3 separate regions of the Sus scrofa genome follow, and regions 1 and 2 are each linked to region 3. The links are chromatin contacts, called in public Hi-C maps. All regions are on one chromosome and are shown on one strand. The core of a region is the stretch at or near the end of the contact, and the rest is flanking DNA. Distances in the headings are between cores, read along the strand shown. Region 1 overlaps ZFPM2 (zinc finger protein, FOG family member 2). Region 2 overlaps ZFPM2 (zinc finger protein, FOG family member 2). Region 3 overlaps LOC110260243 (a long non-coding RNA gene).

The links. Hi-C and Micro-C count contacts between places; a contact is called where the count stands out from the background.
Region 1: a contact with region 3 is called in a Hi-C map of embryonic fibroblasts, with 4 times the contacts expected there. The contact joins two enhancer-like sites. A contact is called at or near these places in 4 of 47 Hi-C or Micro-C datasets (embryonic fibroblasts, fetal heart ventricle and heart right ventricle).
Region 2: a Hi-C map of omental adipose tissue shows a contact between it and region 3, with 2.6 times the contacts expected there. The contact joins two enhancer-like sites. A contact is called at or near these places in 17 of 47 Hi-C or Micro-C datasets (alveolar macrophages, brain, embryonic fibroblasts and 11 more) and 1 of 2 datasets of contacts at active chromatin or transcription factors (skeletal muscle).

Annotation. Positions count from the first base shown.
Region 1 is chr4:31,745,918-31,750,202 of Sscrofa11.1, forward strand. The region is part of intron 4 of ZFPM2 (zinc finger protein, FOG family member 2); the gene reads right to left. Among named protein-coding and RNA genes, the nearest start is that of ZFPM2, 250 kb to the right of the region's middle. Within about 2 kb of position 2,519, at least 9 of the 83 cell types and tissues checked have an H3K27ac peak or open chromatin away from gene starts, as enhancers often do.
Region 2 is chr4:31,636,627-31,641,093 of Sscrofa11.1, forward strand. All of the region lies in intron 4 of ZFPM2 (zinc finger protein, FOG family member 2), which reads right to left. Among named protein-coding and RNA genes, the nearest start is that of ZFPM2, 360 kb to the right of the region's middle. Within about 2 kb of position 1,560, at least 2 of the 83 cell types and tissues checked have an H3K27ac peak or open chromatin away from gene starts, as enhancers often do. A contact at or near this core is called in omental adipose tissue, where this site is marked.
Region 3 is chr4:32,517,078-32,521,176 of Sscrofa11.1, forward strand. The region is part of intron 2 of LOC110260243 (a long non-coding RNA gene); the gene reads right to left. Among named protein-coding and RNA genes, the nearest start is that of LRP12, 180 kb to the right of the region's middle. Within about 2 kb of position 2,629, at least 4 of the 83 cell types and tissues checked have an H3K27ac peak or open chromatin away from gene starts, as enhancers often do. A contact at or near this core is called in omental adipose tissue, where this site is marked.

The DNA.
Region 1 (4,285 bases), core at 1,269-3,768, 770 kb before region 3:
TCCCACACTGTTGGGAGGAATGTAAATTGGTGCAACCATTAGGGAAAACAGTATGGAGGTTCCTCAGAAAACTAAATACAGAGTTACCATATGATCCAGCAATCTCACTCCTGGGCACATATACAGACAAAACTTTCATTCAGAAAGATACATGTACCCCTATGTTCATTGCAGCACTATTCACAATAGCCAAGACATGAAAACAACCTAAATTTCCATCAACAGGTGAATGGATTAAGAAGATGTGGTACATATACACAATGGAATACTACTCAGCCATAAAAAGAACAAAATAATGCCATTTACAGCAACTTGGATGCAACAAGAGATTCTCATATGAAGTGAAATAAGTTAAAAAGAGAAAGACAAGTACCATATATATCATTTATATGTGGAACCTAAAATATGGCACAAATGAACCTATCTACAAAACAGAAACAGATTCACAAACATGGAGAGCAGACTTGTGGTTGTCAAGGGGGAGGAGAGGGAGTGGGATGGAGGGGGAATTTGGGCTTAGTAGAGGCAGGCAATTACATTTAGAATGGATAAGCAATGAGGTCCTACTGTGTAGCACAGGAAACTATATCCAATCACTTGTGACAGAACATGACAGAAGATAATATGAGAAAAAGAACGTGTGTGCGTGTGTGTATGTGTGTGTGTGTGTGCGCGTGTGTGTGTGTATAAAACTGGGTCACTTTGCTATACAGCAGAAATTGAAAAAACACTAAATCAACTATAATAAAAAAATTTACAAATCACAGAGACAAAGACCATAGTAATAAGTCAAAATTATATTGGATTAAATTAGGATGCTTATATAAAAAACATTCCACTGGTTGCTAGTGGGGAGAAGAAAGGAGGAAGGGGCAATATAAGGGTAGGGGACTATGAGGTATAAACTACTACATATAAAACAAATAAGCTACAAGGATATATAGCACAGCACAGGGAGTACAGTCAATATTTTGTAGTAACTATAAATAGAATATGATATTTGAAAATTGTGAACCACAATGTTGCACACCCAAAATTTACATAATGTTATACGTTAACTATACTTCAATTAAAAAAAGAAAAAAAAATTAGGAGGCTTATATTATAGCTATTTTTTTTTTCCTGTGTCTCCAAGTTTTCTTCTGTAAAATAAACTACTATCTACTTCACATGAATGATGCACATGTTGGATTAGATAACAAAAGCAAAAATGAAGTTCGAGATGTTTTATCAATGTTGGATGAAATCATCACAATAATGATCACTTTATAAGATTGAAATAAAAATTAAATGAGAATATGCTGGACCCTACGCCCTATGAGAACAGAAGTTTGCATGTTTTGATCACCCTTCTGTAGCTAGCACCTAGAACAATGCCTGACACATGGTAGGTGCATAACAAATGTTTGTCGAGTGACTATGTGTAACAAGCAAAGTGATCTATATAAGATGACCTCAGGGGTCTCAGATCAACTTTAGGAATGAAACAAAACTTATTTTCATGTTTTTACTATCGACATCCCAATCCTAATCATCTCCAATGTTCTATTTGTTGGCGTGATTGTTATATTTTCCCCACTAGACTGTAAACTCTATGAGGACAAGGACAGTGTTGAAATGATTCTCCACATTATTCCCAGGACCTAGCACTGGAGATATTTGTTGAGTAAAGCAAATTAATTTTAAAGGATGAAAACGCAGGGCTTATCATGGCAATAATATATCAAAGAGTAGACTACCAAGCACCATGTCAGCAGCCCCAAATTAGCAAGGATCCTGACAGGCAACAATGCATTAGTTATCTGCATGCCACAAACACTGATGAAAGATAGCAGAACATTCTTAGAGTGTTGTCTCTCATTGCAGGTGGAGTGCAGGAATTCGAAGGGATCTGTGTTATCATGCACACTCTTTTTTACTGGGATGGGCTCACAGGCACATTCAAACCAGCCATCACCACTGGGGACAGCATCAAAATGGATAGTCCTAAAAGATTCAGCAGAAAAAAACCAGTGATGGAGGACTCACGTTCCTTTCAATATATTAGTGTACAGAACAACCCTTTATCTAGTTGCCCTCCTCTGCTGGGGACCAGAAAATTTGTAACAAATATTTAAAGCGGTTTTTTGGAAAAGGTTCTGCCCCAGCCAACTATGGAGCTACATATTAGGCCTAGTGTCATGGAGACAAAACAGAAATGCAATCTGTGATGCTGCAGCTGCTTCGTGCTTTTGCCTGCCTCGCTGCTAAAGAAGGAGAAAAGGGGGCTGTCTGTGCTAAGAAAGTTTAATACCTTGGAGCAGATATATAAGGTATTATTTTGTTTTTTTGACAGGGTCCGGTGCTATTTTTACCCAGGTTGATGCGGGGGTTAGGTGAGGACTTTAGGAAGAAATCGTGATTTATTTTAAGCGCTGTTTGTGTAAGAGCAGCTCCCTCTGGACTCATTTCTGCCAGTTTTTCATTGTTCCCAATGTAAAAATGCCCCCTTCTCCCTCTTATTTTCCTTAAAAACACACACCAGCAAGTATCTCCCTGATAATCCCCCTAACAAGCCGATGATTGTTTGCTAGAATTCCTTCTCCCAGCATCACTGCTTCTATTTGTCAGTCTGGGTTCCTCCCCATTCCTGCGCCCAGCCTCCCTGCCTCCTCCATCGCGGGTGTTGTTTCTCATTTAAATGAACAGTTGGATTCTTTTATTTCTTACAAGTGCTGGATTCGCCTTATCGCCCTCATTCCTTTGGGGGTTGCCAATTGGTTTTATCCACGGATGTATCATTTCTCATGCTTCCTTTTTTTTTCTTGCAAAGAGAAAGAACCTCTCCGTCAACAAGCCTCTCCGGAGTGGAAGATTAAAAACCTAGACATCACCTACCTTGCAGCTCTACTCCCAACTGGGTTCTGTAAAACTCAATTAAACGTGTCCCCATTGAATACTGCATTACAGTACATTAAACAGAAAATTCTTCAAGCGTGATGACAAAGCTTGAAACCTTGCCTCAAAGCTGTTCCTTGTAGCTTTCTTTAACATTTCAGGCTTTGTGGTACAAGTGTCCCGTTGACACAACTTTAGCCAGCCATGAAAAAAAAAAAGAAAAAAATCACAGAGCAGCACGGGGATTAAACAAGAAAGGGGGGAAAGTGAAGTTAGACTTGGCACTTCCCTGGAGTCTCTATTGAAACTACACTGCCAACAGACCACTCGAAGCTGAAAAGTCTTCCAGAGGTCTGCGGTCTAACAATCGAAAATATAATTCCCTTATTTTGGGCAGGTGAGTTTTACAGATTTCTTTCTCTATCCAACATATTGTATCCCCCTGACTACACAGGAGAAAGACTGGAGTTCTTAGGGCAAGGCGTTTATGCAGACATATAGTCACAGAAATTTTAAAAGCCCAATGAATACTTTAGTCTCTTCAGGCTTAGTTCCTCATAGAACAAAACCAAAAAATCATTCCACATTCCTGCAAACCTCAAAACTGTTATTAACTGTAAACTCTGCCCTTCTATTTTTGTTTCCTGTCCTCTCCCACAGTTTTTATTTTCAACCTGGGTTGCCAAGAGGCAATCCCCCCTCTTAATTTGTTCACTGAATTAGGTTTTCAAAGCTTGTTTGTTAAGCAACTCACACAAGTTTACAAAATTTAGACTAAAATTTTTTTCATCAGATTAGAGATATTACTGTTCTGCCAACTTCACGGTTTTTGATTACTTGAGGCATTTCTCTGCTTTCAAATTTTGGCAATTCAAAGCATAACACCCCCCTCTTGTTTATAGAACCCAGCCCACTTGCTGGTGTAGCTAAAGAGGAAAATGAACTGGCTGCTTTAAGGCACTGTTTTATGTTCTGTATTAATTATCACTTATTTTGTGTCCACAGTATGATGCATCCTATGAGCCTATATTTGATCTGAAATGCTATATAGTGTTAGTGAGAGTTTATTAAGAGATCCTAATGCTTTAAGGAGACACACAATAACCATCCCATTATTCAAAACTGAACAGTACTTTAACACGGAGCTAGGGGGCATGGTGATACTAGAAGTTCCATTTTCACAATTAGCAAATTTAGCTATGGTTATGAAAGAAAGGTATATTTGTCCGTACATATGAATAATTTGTATTATCATATTTATACATATATGTACATGTGCAGGTGTATGTATGCTCAGACATACTCTTTATTGTTAGAGTCACTGTCTAACACAAGTACAATATTTAATTTTGCCCTTGTCATTCTGCTTTAATTCATTGGCGGGGGTGGGGGTTCATTCCCCTCCATC
Region 2 (4,467 bases), core at 310-2,809, 880 kb before region 3:
GCTGCATTCTAGGGGAGTTGGGAGTAGGCAAAGGAGGGAGTCCAAGAGTGATCTGGAAATGGGTTTCTGGAGGAAAGGCATGGAGATAGGTGTTGCTTTCTGACCTTCTGAGCTGAGTGACATTCCCTTAAACTCACTACAGCTACCTATGTCTCTATCTAGTCACACCTTCCTCACCATCTCGGTGGTTTTTTTTTTTTTTTTTTTTTTTTTTTTTTTAATGTTCTTTTGATCGCTTTTGCTTTACTATTGCATTTTGGCCTTGAATTTCTCAATGGGGCTTAATGGTTTAGAGTAGCTAAGATATTCAGATATTGTGCAGGAGAACAGAAGAGTTAACTTACTGCTTAGGTCATAAAGTATCCTCCATGGTTTAGTTATGACTTGAAAAGCCACCCAGAAACTACAGCTTATTGTTTAATGTTTCTTAAACATTTACTATGGATCTCATTTTCACTCACAAGAGCAAGGAGTTCCCTGGACATGAGGTGTCATTTTAATAGGAGTTGGATACATACATTTTTAAGCAGAAAGTCCCATGGCTCTAGTTTGTGTTCAACTACCTTCCTTGAGATCAATAATCAATACTTGCTCCCTCTTTTTTTTTTTTTTTAAAAAAAATAAGCATTTCTAAGTTTGAAGACCTACCCTCTGGGTGTTCCCATACTGCATCATCTGCATAACTCATCTCCTTTGCTGCCCTACAGAGAACTGTCCTGTGCAGTCATCTCCATACCATAAGGAAACCTTATTGGGCCCGTGGGAGGGAAGCCTGGATACTGGATCCAGAAGATGATTAAAGGAAATCTGTTGGAATCCTGCAAATCCTGATATGATTCTTTCTAACATCTTCATGAACCACTCCTTCAGCTCTGAATTTACTAAATCAAGGATAATTAAAAAAAAAATCAATCTTCTGTAGCCTGATAAAAATTAAAACATAAAAAAAGGGAAATAGAAAATGAAGGTGGAATTTGAGGAGAAAAAAAGAATCGACTCACTTCTCAGTAAATTTTTCTTAATACAGGTAAGGAAGGTATAGCAGATTAAGTTATCTTTATATCTCTATTAAAATGAAAGTAAAAAGAAGATGCATTATTAAAGTTATGACATTTCTTTCCTGTACACAAAGAGTCTAGTTGAAGTATTCAGTACAGCCAAAATTTTAGGGAGTGGAAGATTGCTAAAGAAGGAACTGAAAACATCAAGACAGGATATAATTAAGGCTTAAAAAGGATTTCAACAGAGGTAGGGTCAGCCTGAGGACAAATTGTGGTAATGTTTTATAAGCAGTGATAAGAGGAGATACAGCATTAAAAATAAGAGTTCAAGATCAAGATTCATTTTCAAATTTTAGCCTTTGAGAACCAACAAAGTTCTGACACAAGGAAAATGATAACAAAGTCAGAAACATGGATCCGCTCCTGCCCTGGCCTCCCAAAGAAAGAGGAGAGGACACAGAAGGCAGGGAGAGAAGAAGATAGAACGCTTACTTTAGAAGAAGATAGAACGTTTATCTGACTCTCTGTAGTATCCTATAGAGGGAAGTTATATTTGGGCCAAGAAGTGGTCGGTGAAGCCAAGAGGAAACCTGGGGGATCAGAGAGCGAATCAAAAGAAAAGGGAGGCAGAAATCAACTCATGACAGATCCTGATTTTTATCTTGAGTAGCATGAGTCGCTCAACCTAGCTCAGTGGGAATGCAAAGGGTCCGCTTTTTTTTTTTTTTTTTAAACAAAGTAATACGTGCTTCATAAACGACCACGTTTCTTTTGTAGCTGAATCTGCTTTTCAGAGGCTGTAAAGTAAAACAACAGAGAAATCTGCTGAAAACATGCAAAGCCTGATAGATAACAAACTATCCTTGGATAAAGAAAACTGGGTTTTTCCCCCATAATCTTTCCAAATAAAAGATATTAAGTAAGACATCTCTAGCATATATCTGTCTTAGTCCATTGAATGTCACTCATAAGACTGTAAATATTTATGGCTGGTAGGAATCATGAAGGGCTTCTAGACTTTCTGTTAGAGATGAAGAGAATAGAGCTCTAAGAAGTGAGGTGTTGCATCAAAGGTCACAGTCAGTGTGTACGTGTGTGTGTGTTTTGTTTTCCACATGAGAGTAACTTGTCTTCCAATATAGAACTGCTATAGGATTAACATGTAGTTTATGACTTAATAGTAGTAAAGCCTAACCATGACATCTCATTTTTTTTTCTCCAAATAACTTACTGAGGTTGAGGATGTCATTATTTTCATTGAAATAAAGGTTTAAAGAATTGAATGATTCACAATTTTGGAGTTTCTCATTTATGGGACAGAACTCAAGCTGGCTCCTTCCAAAGCTCTTTTGTTCTGCAGCCTCTCATCTAGTTAAGGAGAACACAATCAAGTCATCAGTTTAATAAACACAGGATACCTCTCATAATTGTCAGCTTTGGCAAAGGATCCTCATCCTCGTGGGAAGGAGCCTTGACAATTGGAGTGTAAGTCCAATGTGCAGCATGGATATAGCACCACTCTTAAATTCAATATCTTATAGGTGACTGACGATATTGTAAGAGAGGAAACGAGGTAGTGATGGCCTTAGTGAATTAATAAAGAGATCCTTCTGTGGTTCTAGAGATATTTATACATCTCCAGGTTTAAAACAGTGGAGAAGTAACAGGCGTCAAGTCTCTCCCCAAATAAGGTATAAACGGACTAATCAATATTCATAGAATCTTGTTATCCCAGTAGTTTTAAAAAATTAGTTAACTGTATGAAATTTGTGGTAGTAATTTATATAAAATATGCTATTAACTTATGTTCTCCGGCTTTAGTAACTAACCCCTCCCATGTAACCACAAAAATATCTAAGGAGAATATTATGCCACATTCTTTTAAGAAGCATCTCTTCATAAAGAGTTAAAAATCCATTCGCTTTGAATAGATGTTCCTACTTTCCCAGGACCTGATGGTGTTGTTAAATCTAGGAGGTCGTATTATTTTTGTGAATAATACACAGGGATTTAACTGTGCATCTTCTGCAAATAATAATGGAAGATGAATGTATAAATCCTTGAATACAATGCAAATGAATGTCACCCTTAAGGAGAAGGAGGACACGGATGTGTGTATGAGTTTCTCATTCGAGTAAGTTTCCCCTCAATAAATGACATGCAATTGCATATTTAACTAGAGATGCCTACTCTAAGGTAAATCAAAATGTTCATCCTTCCCTTAAATTCCTATAAGAAACATTAAAGTAATCAACAACAGCCTTCCCCTCTCCCCAGGTCTATGTACATTTTTGCAGGGAAAAAAACTATATACACAGGGAGAGAGAAAGAGAAGAAGGACAGAGGTGAAAACTACTTCTGTTCATAAAACGCAGTTTTTTACATACCATCCTGTAAAATGACTTTGAAGTTCCCAAATAAGAACTGTAGCCAGCAATGCATGTGAAATAGTTTCACTGTTGTAAACTACGAAAATACTGCTTTTCTAAAAGCAAAGAGAAGGGGATTCTGGAAAAATTTGGAAAGAAATTGGACCCTTTGAATGATTAAAAATCATTAAATCTTTTAATGAAATAGCAACAGAAGCTTAATCGTTGTAAGTTTAAGATATCAAAAGCATTTGAGCATCTAGCCTCTCTGAGTCTCTCATTTGTCAGCCCCAAATATTTTTTTTTGATATTCCCTGATTGTCTATTTTTCCCCAGTGAAAGTTATTACATTCCTTTACCCATTTTTTAATCAAAATCATTTCCAACTTATTTCGGTCTGTCACAATAATATTTTCATACGAGGAGTATTGTAACCTAATTCCTTCATTTGAATAATACATTCATTTTTAATTACTGCAACTTGATCTCAGATTATTCAAATAACTGTTTCATTTTTTATGCTTACCCTGACCCCAGTGTATTTATAGGCTTTTATCCTTACCTGATACCAGTGTAATGTAATTATAGATTGTATTTTAATCATCTACTATATTCTAGTGAGTTTGTTTAAATCGCTCCAATCCTGAGCCTTTTATTTCTATGCCTTTTAAAATTCTACAATGGCATTCTCTTTGCATAAAAGCAATATTTTTGTAGTTTACAACAATGAATGAATATTTTGCATGCATTGCTAGCTATGGTTCTCATTTAATAATTTTAAAGTCACTATATAGGACAGCATATAAAATCAAATCATGCTTTGTAAACAGAAGGAGAAGTACATTGTATATCATTTGAAATCTTTACAGCTGTTTGTTTTCCAGATTGCCCCCCTCCCATCCCCACGGCTTTAAAACCACAGATAGGCATTATGTTCGTGATCATTGTAGCTGCGTCTGGTTATTCAAATCCCTGTAAATAGCTGCCCTGTTGTTACAACAGAGGCCAAATTTCATTTGTGGTAGAATAGGCTTCTCTGATATGGATTACTTTTATTAGTATTTTTACTATTGATCATTTCCTAATGGCTTGATTAT
Region 3 (4,099 bases), core at 1,379-3,878:
AAAGACTGATATTTGACAGTGTAAAATATCTTCTCCTTATAAATCCATTCTTTGGTAGAGAAAAAGACCTGTAATTTCACTTTTATAATCCAGTGTAAAGCAGCATATCTCATATTTATTTAGCTTGGTGCTTTCCTTCTATTTAAAACATTTATTAAGCAGAGAGACCCCAGTGACATGTAAATTTCATTTTCTATGCCCTGTAGATTAAAATACATCTGTTTCAGCCATCATTCAGGAAAGAAATAATTTTAATAGTTCATTTTATTAAAAAAAGATTTATGTCAGCATTCAGTTATGACAAGAGAAGGCAAGTGACTTGCACATAATGCCAAGAGGCAGCTTTTTTTCCAACAGAATTTTATCCAAATTGAACTGAACTGTGTCCCTAAAATATATAAAGGGAGCCAAGTAACTTTGCTTCCTGATATGTTGTTACTGATTCACTAAAACAGCAGGTAAAATGTTCTTTGTTAAGCTTAATCTGTGATGTTCTAGTGTGTGCATTATTCCATAATTAAAACTGTACAGCTCTTATTCCAGTAGACTTTTCTCCTGTGTTAAGGAAAAATATTTAGAGATGCATTTTTGAGTATGGTACTTAATGAAATTTCTTTGCTTCTAATTATGTGTGGTGTAGTTTAAAAGCAAACAATGTTTATATAAAATATCCAGAATAGGCAAATCTATAGAGACAGAGAATAGATTATAGCTCCTGGGGACAATTGAGGAGTGAAAGAGGGTGACTGCCAATGCGTAGAGGGTTTCTTTCCGGAGTGATGAAAATGTTCCAAAATTGATTGTGGTGATGGTTATGCAATTCTGTGAATATGTTCAAAACCATTGAATCATACACATAAATAAATGAATGAGTCATATGGTATGTGAATTTCTATCTTAGTAAAGCTTTGATTTTACAAAAACAAACAGAAAGGTGAACACAACTCCATGGCCTGGTCCCTGCAAAAGTCATCTGCTGGGTGGGCAGATAGATGTGTAAACACATAATTAAAATGGCAATGTGATGAATCAGAAACCAAAAAAAAAAAAAAAACTTTATTAAAGGTTCTCTGCCTGATAGAATCCCTTACAGGAGAAAGACCAAATCTCAGTATCAGTGATGTCTAAGGAAGAGCTTTCCTGACTGAGGGAACAGTATATGAAAAGGTGGGAAGGCAAAGAGACAGGAGAGAGCATCAGCTTTCAAGAAAGATGTGACTATTTTGCTCCAAAAGTCAAGGAGTCGGTATCTAGGAAGAGGCAGGAGGTGACAGTGAAGCTATAGGAAAAGGAACTGCCTGATGGGAATGTTTCCACCTTGTTTCAAATTATAAAGGGAAGCAAGGCAATAATTAGTATTCCTAACAATTGAAAGTAAATGATCACAGAATCCAACTGTAATTAGCTGATTATTTTGTTTATTACTTTGTTCTACTTGCATATTCTATACAGGAAAATTAGTTGCCTTGGCCTATGGGGGTTTTTTGGCGGCCCTGCAGCATACAGAGCTCCTGGGCCAGGGATCAGATCCAAGCCACAGCCATGAACTAAGCCGCAGCAGCAGCAATGCCAGATCCTTAACCCACCGTGTCTGGATGGGGATCGAACCTGTGCTCAAGTGCTCCCAAGACACTGTGGATCCCTGTTGCACTTCAGCAGGAGCTCCTGGCCTATGTTTATGCTTAGTTATTTCAATAAGGAACTCTGTTTTTCTTCAAATTGATTAGTAAGAGTTAAGTGGGAAACCCCTGTCAAATTGGTTGTTTCTACGCTTCGCCACATATGTGGTGAAGTCAACCACCTAAACCACAAGACCGCAAGAGACCCCACAGTCCTCTTCACAGCAGCATATTTTCATAACATGGAGATATAAACCACCTACTAAGCATCACTCTAACAAAAGCCAAGCCTATTACATCAAGGCAAATGCTACTGGAGCTTTTTTATTATTTTTTTTTTTTTTTAAGAGCTGTACCTGCAGCATATGAAAGTTCCCAGGCTAGGGGTTGAATCAGAGCTACAGCTGCCGGCCTACGCCACAGCACAGCCACAGCAACGCCAAGATCCAAGCCACGTCTGCGACCTACACCACAGCTCATGGCAACACCAGGTCGCCTACCCACTGAGAGAGGCCCGGGATGGAACCTGCGTCCTCATGGATGCTAGTCGGGTTTGTTTCTGCTGCTCCATAATGCGAACTCCTACTGAAGCTTTTTAAAACCAACTTGAAAGAAAAAACACAATTTGGGAAGAAACATGTTCTGCAATAGCAAAACTAAAATGACTACAATAATGTCACAAGAGAATTTTAATGCCCAGGTTGGAAAAGGTTCATTGCACACAGACCACATCAATGTCAGCAGTTACACCTGCCTGACTTAGCTCAGTTCCTGGAGAACAAGGGCTAGACACAGGACACCCTTACTCCAAACCCTTTGTCAGGGTCATGGTCTTCCCACATTTATTCCTTATTCGTGTCCTATTTCTCGACACTGGGATCAGTGTTAAGAAAAGACACACATGGAAAAAGCAGCTCACATATCGTTGAAGGCTTCTCCCGAGCCAGACCTGTGCTAAGCATTTCACATGCACCATCCCATAAAACTCCACTTCTTGAAAGCACTGAGCCACCCACACAGGGTCTTTATGATTTGTTACTCACATCAGGCATCTTCTCACTCATCTTTCAGCAACTAACTAGACAGGCATAATTATTATCAATCCAAATACACCAACAAGGAAAATGAGGCTGAACCAGAAGAAGTGGCTTGCCCAGGATCAGATACATGGCGATGGCAGCCCCTGGACCGGGGCCCAGGTGTATCTGAAGCCCACGCCCGAATTCCCAACCCTGTCACCATTCTGCTCAACACCCCGAAAGCCCAGGCTTCATGTCAACATAGGCAAAGGACAGCTGGGAGAGGAAGAAGCCCCCAGGGAAGAGAAGCAGAGAAGCTGGGAACAGCCAGACACTCCAAGCTGGGTGACTAACGAAGGAAACCAGACGATTAGATGACACTCTGCATGGTTGCTACTTGGCACCATCACTCACGCCCACATCCAAGCTTTCAGAGCAGGAAACTGGGACTTCCTTGCCTGCTATGGTTGAAAATCAGCATTGCTGCTCTGCTGCTGTACCTCCTTCTTCTCTGACCACATTCTTTCCCTGCTGTTTTTTCATTTGATATCATCATTCCACAAATATTAAGACCCTACTAGGTGCCTGATTCTCTTCTAGGCACTAAGAATACATAGTGAATAAAACACACAGTGACTTGCTATCATATACCTTACATTTTTGTGGAGTTAGATCATACACAAATACATCTCACCCTCTCATCTTCCCCTGGGTCACAAGTCACTATCTAAAAACGTCATGAATTCTTGGAAGGTCTGATATCCAAAGGCTTGAGCTTTATAAAGTATACAGACTTTTTTTAAAAATCTAGAATCAAATGATAAAATATATGCTCAGGAATCTTTCTTAACCATCCCATAACAGGACGGGGGACCTGGAACCACCTTTAGCTACTACATGGGTCTATCTGTTTTTAAAAGAGGCACGTCACATGAATTACTAACCTTGGTTATTCCCATGCACAGACCTATACATCCACCACCCTTGAGAGAATCAAATAAATGATTAGGGCTTCATCTGCTTTTGTTTTTCCTTTTAAATCTGTTAGCCTACTGATCTCAACTGGTCTACATTTTTTTCATCAATAGAGCATTTAAATACTCAGTCTTCTAACAATTGAGAAGTACTGAACAGATATAACTCAACTTCCAAAACGTTCCCTTCTTAAAGTAAAGAGACATCATTTCAGCTTAAAACAGATGGTGTCGATATTTTGCTAAGTGATATATGACCAACTCTGGGGAAATTTTGATAAGTGTAGACACAGAAAAAGTTTGTATAAACTGTTTCCCATACAGAATTGAGGAGAGAAGTCTATTTATTATGAGGCAGACATGATTTATATACTTTCCTATGTGACAGTCACAAAAAGAACACTGTTTTTGAAATGTATAGACAAAAACAAATCTGATGATCTTCTATCCAACTGTATCTACTGCCAGTAAAGATTAAAGAAAATTG